2 separate regions of the Mus musculus genome follow, and region 1 is linked to region 2. Evidence: chromatin contacts called from public HiChIP or PLAC-seq data. All regions are on one chromosome and are shown on one strand. Each heading gives the region's core, a stretch centred on a gene start, on an enhancer-like site or on the middle of the called end of the contact. The rest is flanking DNA. Distances are from core to core; before and after follow the strand shown.

Region 1 (5,358 bases), core at 746-3,245, 56 kb before region 2:
AGATGCCTGCTGCCTTCTGACTCCCTCTGCCCAAGTGACTAGTGGGTTTTTTCAGATCTAACATCTTGGGGAAATCACAAGCATTTGTGCAGAGTCCTATGTGACTTGGTTTCCTGGATGAATGCCAAGAGTCCACAGTCTTGCCCTGCTGTGATGGATGTTGGCCATACCTTGATGGCTGTTGATGACTAACCTTAGATTGCACTCAGCTCGTTCAGTATTGTGAGCTTATCTTTCTCTACGGCACTTTTTAATCTGACTATCAAAGTGCTATGAAGTGCGAAGCCAGATTGCCTGGCTTTGCATCTTGGCTTTGCCATTCTTAGCATGCTGCCTAACCTTTCCTGGCCTGTGGCATAGGGACATTGGTACTATACCTCATTTACAGGGTTCTATTGAATGTTAAAAGGACTACTATGTATGCCAGACTTATTTATGCCAGCAATAAATGACAGATAGGTCTCTTTGTTACTATTATTATCACTAAAGAGGGTAGCAGATGAAAATGAAAGCATTTGAGATATGATAGACAATGAAAATCTGTGCTAAAAAACAAATTTTGCCTTTAAGGTTTGATTTTGCAGGGCCCTATGCCCTGCTCCTCCAACACTGTGTACCTGGACTTTTCTAAAACAAGAAGTATCAATATTTTCAGTTAGTGGATGGTAGATATGCAAGGATCATAGCACTCAGAAACAAGTGTGCTCCCTCTCTCTCTCTCTCTCCCTCTCCCTCTCCCTCTCCCTCTCCCTCTCCCTCTCCCTCTCCCTCTCCCTCTCCCTCTCCCTCTCCCTCTCCCTCTCCCTCTCCCTCTCCCTCTCCCCCTCTCTCTCTGTCCACCGCATAGCTGCTACTGGAAGAAAAAAATTATAGATGCCTGCTCTCAAGGAACTGAAGTGTTAGCAGTAGCTGGGCACTGATTCTGAGTGAGAAGAATCTCCACATTATTTGGACAGAGCAGAAGAGAGTTGAGTCTAGGTTAAGAAAATTAGAATATCCATTCTGTTGCTCATTTTGCGCTAGATTTTAGAGATGTCGGCTTGTCTGCAGTACCCTATCTTGCCTCTGTTGCTCTTCAATGCTTTGTCTACTTCCTGGTTAGAACTAGGTATCTAGTTCAGACTCCATGTTCTGTACAAAGCCAGCCACATCTCTCCTGGTCAGCCTACACTGGTCACTATCACACTTAGAAATGGGAGTTCTCACACCCTTTGACAATATGTATGGATTACGTTGTTAGTTATCTTAGAGTGTTAAGCTACGGAACTATCTATGGTACAGTCATTCATTTAGTCAGTGACTAGGTATTTATTTAGGGCCTCTGCTGTCCTTACCATGAGGAAAAGAAGTGGTTATTGGTTGTAATGGATACGTTGTGTCTACATAAATACTAGTAAATCCTAAGTCTATAGCAGGATTTAAGAGCCTTCTCTGACAGTCACTTCTGCATTATTCACTGTAGGAGAAGTTCCCAGGACAGTGTGGGATAAGCCAAGATTTGCATCCCCTCCCCCACTTGGTGTTACTCACTTCAGCTAACACCGGGCTTGGCTGGCACTATCCCTCTTAACGTTATTTTCTAGCGGGGCCAGAGAGAATGTCGTGAAAAATATGCTCTGAGATGTTAAAAGACTAAGAAACCTTTTCTCTTATGAGCAGAAGGCTTGTTGAATATCAACTGTGAACTAGTTCGTAACAGTTTAATGAGTTTGCTTAATGAGTTTGCTAGTTCAAGGTTAAGGGGGTAGATAGACCCAGGAGAGCAACCTTTGGGTCACCCTGGTGTGTGTGTGTGTGTGTGTGTGTGTGTGTGTGTGTGTGTGTGTGCTTAGAAGTGAGTAAAATCAGAGGTATGTATACGTGCTGTATCTCAGAATAAAAGTTACCCTGAGAGTGAAGAGGATCGATCCTGTTGGGCCCCTCAGCCTGGTTAATTTGCCTGTGTTTTAGACTAGAGTGGAAGGGGCGTCCAACTGTGACTGGAATGGATGTCTGTGCCCTTGAGACTCCCTCGCCCCCTCCGGTTTTGAGGAAGGGGTGGCTGATATCTACAACCTGAGTTCTGCCCAGGACCACCCCGGGAGAGAACGGCTGTGTGTAGCGGGGTGCGGGTGGAGGGAGGGGATATGGCACATTCCAGAAGGATCTCTGGACCGCAGCCTCAGTACCACGCCCTCGGCGGGGCCAGGTGTGCTCCCCGGTTGCGGAGGGGGGAGCCCGGGGCCGCAGCGAGCGGGTTTACTGCTCGGCATGCGCTGAGTGTTTGTCTGCCTCGGAGGGTTGGGTCCTCCTTGTTCACAGGTGAGTCACGCCCCGAAACACCGGCTCTCTTCCTGTCAGGACTGAGTCAGGGAGAAGAGTCGATAAAACACCTGATCGAGGGAAAAGGAAGGCACAGCAGAGCGAAGACTCGGCGCCCGGCAGGCACCCGCAGCGGCGGAGCGCGGCCCGGCCATGCCTGCGCTCTGGCTCAGCTGCTGCCTTGGTGTCGCGCTCCTGCTGCCCGCAGCCCAGGCCACCTCCAGGAGGGAAGGTGAGTGCTCCCACCGCGCCTCCAACTTGCCCTTCCCTGCACACGGTGTTGGTGGCTGAATTCACCTCGAGGATCCACACTCGGTCAGGTCAAGGATCTGCAAAGAGCCTATCTCCTCCCTACCTGGGGCTCCTGTACAGTCGCGCTCTAAAGTGACAGTTTTCCCATAAAGCCAAGGGAGTTAAAAACACGAAGCTAATGGGTTGTGCCAGCTGAAGGTTTCCTTGCCCTAAAGCCATTCCTCTTTCAATTCCCTCCCTTTCTTTTCTTTGGCAACAGGGGACCCCTCCACACCCGTTCAATCAGTAACATGCTAGTCTTTAAACTGTCCGGTCCCTGTAATTTACCAGTGGGAGTTAGGTGGGACTTTTTCCATGCCCGGCAGCACCACACAGACTAAAAACAGAACTTCCATAATCCCCTTGTTATCCATGTTGTATTTTTGAGATAGAGCGTGAACTTTAAGCGTTTTAGTAATACCCGAAACTGCAAGTGTTACTTCTAAGAACAGTTTCGCCTCCCAGGTATTTATTGGACTCAAACTTCAAGTAACATTTACTCCTACCGAGAGCACCCGGTGGCTGTCATGTCCTGAGGAGTTAAGGTCATATAAACAAAATCTGCGAGAACTTAGCGACTGTTTTTCGTGTGTATGTGTCCTGTCAACTATGATGACACCTAGTGCGGGGGTTTCTCTGTCTCTTAGCTGAAGCGCTTTCCTCTGATCACCCAACTTTTCACATTCATAGTTACTGTTGCTTCCTGCTCTCCATGGTGTTCCAGTCACCACTGCCAGGGATCGGAAGCCATGATGCTCGATCATGTATAATTGTCACCAAAAAGGAGTAACTGGCATGATAGCCATGTTCATTTTCTTGACAATAGTAACCATTTCACTAGTCCTGTCAAAACCTGTTGTGTAGCTCAGATATGTAAGATGAACTTTAAAACAAAAAAATGTATGAAAGTGGTCATGTCGAGAGGGCTCCCCCTGAGTCAGGATAAACTGGTTGAAACCTAGTAGAAAACATTCTGAGAGTGAAAACAGTCTCTGAATATTAGAATTAAAAGTAACTTCCAGTGGATCAGCAATTAAGAATCCTTTGATTGAAAAGATGAGCAGTTGGCAGTGTTTTTGCACAAGGCCACCCAGGCAGCTATTGGCAGTGGCAGAACCTTTGATCCAGGTGTTCTTAGCTTTTTTGACCTCATTATAAAAGTAATATGTATATATATATATATATATATATATATATATATATGTGTGTGTGTGTGTGTGTGTGTGTGTGTGTGTGTGTGTGTGTGTATGTATATGTATATTTTTTTTCAGTACAGCAATTTTCCTCTTGGCTATAATTAAATACATACATGTGTGTTGGTATTACATAACAAAACCAAATCTATAGGATGCCATCAATTGTTTCATAAAGTCAGGTTCAACAGCAGACTTTGTACCCAAGCAGTCCATCCAAACACAAAGTCAGAAGTTCTGTGTTGGCTCATTTTCGCACTTTCCCCTTCCTTAGGGACAGATTGCTTGAGATACCAGGTTCTCTCCTCAAACAGCTTTATTTGGGAGCCAAGTGAGACTATGTCATTATGGTAGATCATTTATATTTTTCCATTTTTGTCACACTGGGATATACAAGGAGCTGGGCAAAAGGTATGATACCTGTCCTAATCCAAAGTGACCTGTATCCAGGCATCCTGTGGGCTGCACCTGTGGGCTGCACCTGTGGGCTGCACCTGTGGGCTGCACCTGTGGGCTGCACCTGTGGGCTGCACCTGTGGGCTGCACCTGTGGGCTGCGAAGGTCTGAAGTCGTGATGTTGCTTCCTGGTTATTTCTTGCAGGTGAAATTATGGTTAAGATATAATTACCGAGACTTACAGGGTTGGTCTCACCTAAAACACTGGCTTTAGAGTCAGCCTGACCTGGCAAAATTTTTTGGTTTATTCACTTGTTAATGCCTGTCTTAGTCACTGTTCTATTGCTGTAATGAGACCCCATGACCAAGGCTGCTTATAAAAGAAAACATTTAATTGGGGCTTGCTTACAGTTTCAGAGGGCGAGTCCATTCTCATCATGGCGGGGCACAGTAGCTGAGAGCTGACATCCTGATCTGTAGGCAGCATGCAGAGGAAGAGAGTGGGCCTGGCTGGGGGGTTTTGAAACCTCAAAGTCACTCCCAGTGACACACCTCCTCCAACAAGGCCACATCCCCTAATCCTTCCCAAATAGTCCACCAGCTGGTAACCAAACAGTCAAATATATGAACCTATGGGGAGGTCATCCTTGTTCAGCCATCACAGTGTTCTCAGTAACTTTTCAGGCTCTTCAACTGCTTGAAGTCTGGCTCTTCATCTGCTAAATGAAAGCATTAGTAGTAAGCAAGCTTGCAGACTTGGCAAAAGGATGGCTATTGTGAGTTGCCTTGCACAGCTGGGTCCATCCACACTTTCGTTAGAGAGTCTGGAGTACAGGTACTGTAAGTTCGGATGCGCAGCAATGAGTAGGAGACACATACCATGCCTTGGTGAGAGACTGGGGCATGTGTCCTCAAAGGTCTGGATCATATCTCTGGGGGAGGTATGGCTAGAGATGATCAAGATGCAGAGAAGAGCGTGATAGAAGAGTAGCTGCGAATCTGGCTATGAAGAGCTATATGCTATAGGCGGTATAGGGCACCTTGTAAGCAAAGAAATGTTGCTGAGAGTTAGTGGGCAGGAGTGGTTGAGCGTGTTCACGTTTTTAGAGAGGCCACTGTGGGGCTCAGAGGATAGAGTCAAGTGAGGAGAGCCAATAAAAGGCCACTGCAATAATCC
Region 2 (5,810 bases), core at 2,717-5,216:
TCAGGGACTCCACAACTCCCACACCAGGCCTGAGAACAAGTAGCAACAAGTTGTTTGCTTGCTTATGGGGGCCAGAGTGTACAAAAGGACCTTCCCCCTGGAAACCGGCTCTGCAGGACCTCACAGATGACAGGCAGCTAGCTCCCTTGGTCCTGACTCCTCACTATAAATCCTACCACATTCAAAAGCTTTGGCTGGCAGGGTGGCAGGCTCTGCTAATCTTGGGTGGAATCCAGTCTGCAGAGGGGCTGCCTCCTGAGGCCCTGGCTTTTGTTATCTTAAAGCTACTTCCTAGAACCAGGAGATCAGAAGGCTACAGGAGATTTTTTTGCTGACAGATTTTTGCCTCCATAGTTGCAGACCCACTCTAAAGCTGTATCCAGGGTAAGGAGTAAGGAGGTGGAGTCTAGATGTGTAAGACCTCTGGGGTTCTGCTTGCGGGAAAACAGCTTATAAGCAAAATAGTCTGTCACTCTGAACTGACCACCACCTACCCTCCCCATACCTTCTCTGAGAATGGCTTAAATGGAAATGACCCCAGAAGGGTAGCCCTGTGAGGCTGAGAGCATCTGCTTCTCGGTTGTTCCTCCAACCCCATGCTTTCAAGTCAGTTCTGCCTGGCTTTCACAAGTCAAACTGCATCCTTTATTCTTTCCCGCAAGAAAGATTTATGTTCCTAACCTGTGCTGATCTTTCTACGAAAACCCTAATTCTTTATCTTTAATGTCTTCAGCCACGCTGAGTCAGCTAACGCAATGAAGCAACTAGCAAGGGAAACTGAGGACTACTCCAAACAAGCACTTTCATTGGCCCGCAAGGCTCTGAGTGGAGGAGGCGGAAGTGGCGTCTTGGACAGCTCCGTGGTACAAGGTCTTATGGGAAAGTACGTTCAACCTGTCCTCATCTGGGGAGCCATAAAAGCTGACAGCTCCCAGTATATAATGCAAACCACACTTGAGAGGCACGAGAAACTATACACTTGCAGCAAGTGAGACTTAGAAGGCAGTAAGAAGGTACAACTGACTACTGTGCTGGGAAATGGCTGGTAACCCAGGATAAAAATAAGTACAGCACACCTAAATACAGGGTGATGGTTCACGTACCTACCAGATCTCACCTGTCAGGTTCCGTGTGTCCGCAGAGAGGGGATATGGCGGTCTGCACAGCGTACGCACATGAACTACCAAAGCACAGTGTAGAAGTTGGCCTACCAAATCAGGTTGCAGCCTTTTGTGCTAGCCTGCTGCTGGCCCACAGGCTTCTCAGTAGGATTGGCATGGAGAAGCTCGTGGAAGTGACTGGATTGGAGTGCAATGTGGGAAGCACCGGTGGCCAACCTGCTGGTACCGTCGTTTGCTATTTGGATGCAGGTCTTGTTTGAACTATGACTGGCCACAAAACTTTGAGGGTCATGAAGGGAGCCGTGGATGGAGGCTTGTCTATCCTCATCGTGCCTAACGATTCCCTGGTTATGACTCGGAAAGCAAATTCACTGCAGAAGTACATCGGAAGCACAGCATGGGTCAGACCGTTACAGACGACATGCGTTGCCTAGTGGGGGGAGATCAGGACGCTCCTAAGAAAGAGTTCTCTCAGTACACAAAGAACTCTGGAGCTCCAGACGTGACAGAGGGAGGAGATGGAGAATACTGCTCAAGCTGCAACCTGAGAGGATCCAGCCTAAGAGACAAAGCCTAAGAGAGCCGTGAGGAGGAGGCGGTGGAACCATCACAGATCAGGGTGCTCAGAAGAGGGCAAGCTCCCTTGGAGCTCAGGAACAGGCTGTAGAGAACTAAAGCAATTATTGATGTAATAATAATAATGATGATGATAATAATAATAATAACAGCAACAACATAGGCAAGAGAATGAGTATTTACTTTGGGGAAAGTATTTTTAAGACTAGGAAAAGAAAGGTTATGGTATCTAAGTAAAACTCGCATTCTTACTGAGATATGACAATACAGGGGGAGATGGTCCCCCTCCAGCTTATGAAGGCGTATATAAAACCATCTGACAGGGCCAGCGACAGAAAAATAGCACTTAGATTATCAGCAGTTGGGAAGCTTGAGTTGAATTTTTCTGACCAAACCTATACACAAACACACGCACATATACACACTGCCTGAGGAGGATGGGGAGAGGGAGTGTGAGTCACTAAGTCGCCAGCTTCTGGCTGACCTTCAACTCAGAGATCTACTTGTCTCTGCCTCCTAAACACTTTGATAATCATGCCTCCTGGCCCAACTACATATTTTTAAAAACAACAAGATGAATTTTATATATACATATATATGTGTTTGTAAACAAATCATATATATACATATACATATATATATGTGTGTGTGTGTGTGTGTGTATACATATATATAATATGTTTGTATTTGTAATCCTAGTTCTTGGAGGCAGGATAGCAGTAAGTTTCAGACCTGTCAAAGCTATATCGTAAGGTCTTGTCTTCCCCCTCCATTATTGCTATTATTATTATTAACCATTCACTTTTCCTCGCCACAGATTAGAGAAAACCAAGTCCCTGAGCCAGCAGCTGTCAAGGGAGGGCACCCAAGCCGACATTGAAGCTGATAGGTCGTATCAGCACAGTCTCCGCCTCCTGGATTCTGCCTCTCAGCTTCAGGGAGTCAGTGATCTGTCCTTTCAGGTGAGGCCTCTGATCCTGTGTGCATGCCACCCGGACAAATGGACACAGAGACTTTCTTCTCTATAGATCGCAGAAGATTGTTCAACTTTACAGCTTCTTCTTCACAATGGCTGTGTCAGGCAGTGTCACATTGCTCATTACTTATTAGGGGAAAGAGGTTCTTCTCTTTAGTGTTTCAGACGGTTAAAGGCACAGTACCTGCGTTGGTTCTGTCCTGCTAAGGGCAGCAGAGTCTCAGGAGGACAGAGGAAATGATCGGCAAGTGTGCACAATGTCTTTAGAGCTCACATGGTCTAGAGGCCTCCTACACCCCACAAAGGCTTCCCATCACACACACACACACATACCCCAGCACCCATGTCAACCAGATGAACACGTATTAGCACATGGCTGATAGCCCGTGTTTAAAACCTAGCATGGACTTTGGGCTTGGTGTTAGGAAGAGACAGTTGCTTCCTGTCATCTGTTGTCTAGACTCTGAAAGGGAAAATGACTTGCATGTTTAATCTTGAACCCCTTAGTCAAGGAAAGTTTTATGCCTCCTCCCCAGTTCTTTTTTTTTTTGAGACCCTCAAATTGAATTTTAATGGAGTTCGATACATCCATTTGATACTGCTAAGAAGAAGACTTTTGCTATCAAAAAGCTTGCTTTTTTTTTTCTGCCATCAATCTCCCTAGCTATTACAACCTTATTGGATTAAGTTTACCTGCATACCCAACAGCTAAAGACACTCACAGTGATCTCCATAGAGATATGTTCTGTGAATAGATAAAGCAATTGTTTTTAACAACTTTTTTAAAAAAGACCAGAGGCAGAGTTTACTGTATTCTTGGGAGTTGTACTGCCTATCTTTCCTTGGTACCCTGTCTCATTTCTGGTAGGCTTTGGGACGTTAGGGCCAGTGTCTGCTTTCTTGGCTTCTTAAGGCTGCCAGTATTTTCAAATGGTGACAGTAGGTCCTGAAGCAGGTGTGGTGACGTGTGAGCAGACAGTCACACTCATTTGTAACTTTGTGTCCACAGGTGGAAGCAAAGAGGATCAGACAAAAGGCTGATTCTCTCTCAAACCTGGTGACCAGACAAACGGATGCATTCACGCGTGTGCGAAACAATCTGGGGAACTGGGAAAAAGAAACACGGCAGCTTTTACAGACTGGAAAGGATAGGAGACAGGTACCTTCTGTCAACCGCTCGCTCAGCCAATAAGCAAGCACGCACTGAATGCCGACTGTATGGGTGGAAATAGCCAGAGCCACAACCATAAACCCTCCAAAGGTCATGATGCCACTGGTTACAGAGGGAGTAACCAAGACTGGAATTTTGATGGAATTAACCCCACCCATTGAGTCAGCATTTGAACCTAGGAAGAGAACCCAGGTCTTGTAGGTCTCATTTTAGTCCAAGTCTGTCTATCTTAGATTCAGGAACTAGCTAGTGTTTAAGATTGTGATTTGCAAAACTATTCCTGCCCCTTAGGGTGGAAAGAGTTGTAGACTTTCCTCTAAAAGACATATATTACAAAGTTTGTTCCTGATCAGATACTAGAGGGCTCTGCTCCAGCACCCCTAGACTGCGGTGAGTCACAGCACAGCACTCTGGTGTCACGGAAAAGTTGTGTCAGGGTGATTTTGCTAGCAGGAATGCACTCATTCTGATCTTGTTCTATTTACAGACTTCAGATCAGCTGCTTTCCCGTGCCAACCTTGCTAAAAACAGAGCCCAAGAAGCGCTAAGTATGGGCAATGCCACTTTTTATGAAGTTGAGAACATCCTGAAGAACCTCCGAGGTTAGTGCTGTGTGATCCAGATTTAAAGGGACAGTCACGATTCATCTAAATGCTCCTTTGCCTCCTTAAATGGTGGGTGTATTTGGGTTATTAATAGATGCTTAGTCACTATCTTACTAAGGTAATGATGATCTCATTAGTACTTGACCTAGGTGGTGGAAGTCATTCCACCTAAGTGCTAGGAGTCCTGAGTTCTGATCCTCACTGGACCCTAGGACCAGCTCAAGCTCTCTGCGTGACCTTTCTAGATCCCTGTGTCCTACTTAAGGGGACCAGGCGATCTCTAGGGTCCTTCATACCCAGTATGTCACAACTGTGTTGATAGTCTCCTTTCCTTGGGTGGCTTGGTTGCTTCCAATATGCCTTCTCTGAGGTAATGACTTGTGACTCCCAGGGAGTCTGAGGTGTATCTTGAAGATACTTGGTTTAAAAGTCAGCATTATTCACTAGCAAACAAAAGGGAATCATTTCTAAAGACTTAGGATTCTCTTCATAGAAAGTTCCTCTATACCTACTGCAACCACACCCCAACTCTGCAACCACACCCAACTCTCTGTGACTACACCCCAACTCTGCTCTTTGGCTTCAGGCTTGGACTTAAATCTTCAGTCTTTAAAGAGAGTCACCTGTTCTTTGTCTACTTTGGATGTTGATATCCTTGCAGTGGTGGGGACCTAGGGCAAGCTGACAGCTCCCTCAGTGGCTCCTTTGAGATTTTTTTCTCTTGGGAAAGAAAGGCTAATCCCAGCTGCAGCATCTCACCCCTAGCTAGTAATCGGTCCCTTTCAGGAATTTTTCCTCAGAACACCAGGCACTCTCATTCAGTTGTCTCTGTGGCAATTTTTTTTTTCTTTTCTCTTCTTTTTTTCTTCATTCTAGAGTTTGATCTGCAGGTTGAAGACAGAAAAGCAGAGGCTGAAGAGGCCATGAAGAGACTCTCCTCTATTAGCCAGAAGGTTGCAGATGCCAGTGACAAGACCCAGCAAGCAGAAACGGCCCTGGGGAGCGCCACTGCCGACACCCAACGGGCAAAGAACGCAGCTAGGGAGGCCCTGGAGATCAGCAGCGAGATAGAGCAGGTAAAGAGAAATGGATATACGGGCTGCCCCAGGCAGTGCCCAACACAGCCCTGTTCCAGAGAGAGAGTGTTTCAGCTCAGTTCAGCCCCTATGGCTCAGAGTCCTGGAGAGGGCACAGCAGCCCTGCTCTACACGCCCACCCTTCTGCTGGATGGATTCTATCACTGGCTAGCAGCTATTACACCATATTCCATGTTCCTTTGAACAGCACTGTGGAGAACACCCAGAGTTGTTTACTATGAAGATTTCTAAGGCTGCTATCAGAAAATACTTAGAAAAATAGAA

Evidence for each region. HiChIP or PLAC-seq counts read pairs in DNA pulled down with a chosen protein or histone mark.
Region 1: an H3K27ac HiChIP or PLAC-seq map of embryonic fibroblasts shows a contact between it and region 2, with 35 read pairs. The contact joins the promoter of Lamc2 here to the enhancer-like site in region 2. A contact is called at or near these places in 1 of 39 promoter capture datasets (hippocampal neurons), 1 of 15 datasets of contacts at CTCF or cohesin (the NIH/3T3 cell line), 22 of 484 Hi-C or Micro-C datasets (the C10 cell line, the HL-1 cell line, the HPC-7 cell line and 12 more), 9 of 115 datasets of contacts at active chromatin or transcription factors (CD8 T cells, double positive thymocytes, embryonic fibroblasts and 3 more) and 3 of 9 other capture datasets (adipose tissue, embryonic stem cells and pancreatic islet).

What each region holds. Positions count from the first base shown.
Region 1 is chr1:153,183,084-153,188,441 of GRCm38.p6, reverse strand. Lamc2 (laminin, gamma 2) reads left to right here and starts at 1,995. Exons shown (of 24, transcript NM_008485.3): 1 at 1,995-2,188; 2 at 2,341-2,533. The coding sequence starts at 2,455.
Region 2 is chr1:153,128,672-153,134,481 of GRCm38.p6, reverse strand. Lamc2 (laminin, gamma 2) reads left to right here. Exons shown (of 24, transcript NM_008485.3): 17 at 734-883; 18 at 2,515-2,659; 19 at 3,683-3,832; 20 at 4,332-4,446; 21 at 5,326-5,525. It also overlaps the pseudogene Gm17964. Among named protein-coding and RNA genes, the nearest start is that of Lamc2, 55 kb to the left of the region's middle. Within about 2 kb of position 3,966, at least 126 of the 459 cell types and tissues checked have an H3K27ac peak or open chromatin away from gene starts, as enhancers often do. A contact at or near this core is called in the HL-1 cell line, the NIH/3T3 cell line, adipose tissue and 8 more, where this site is marked.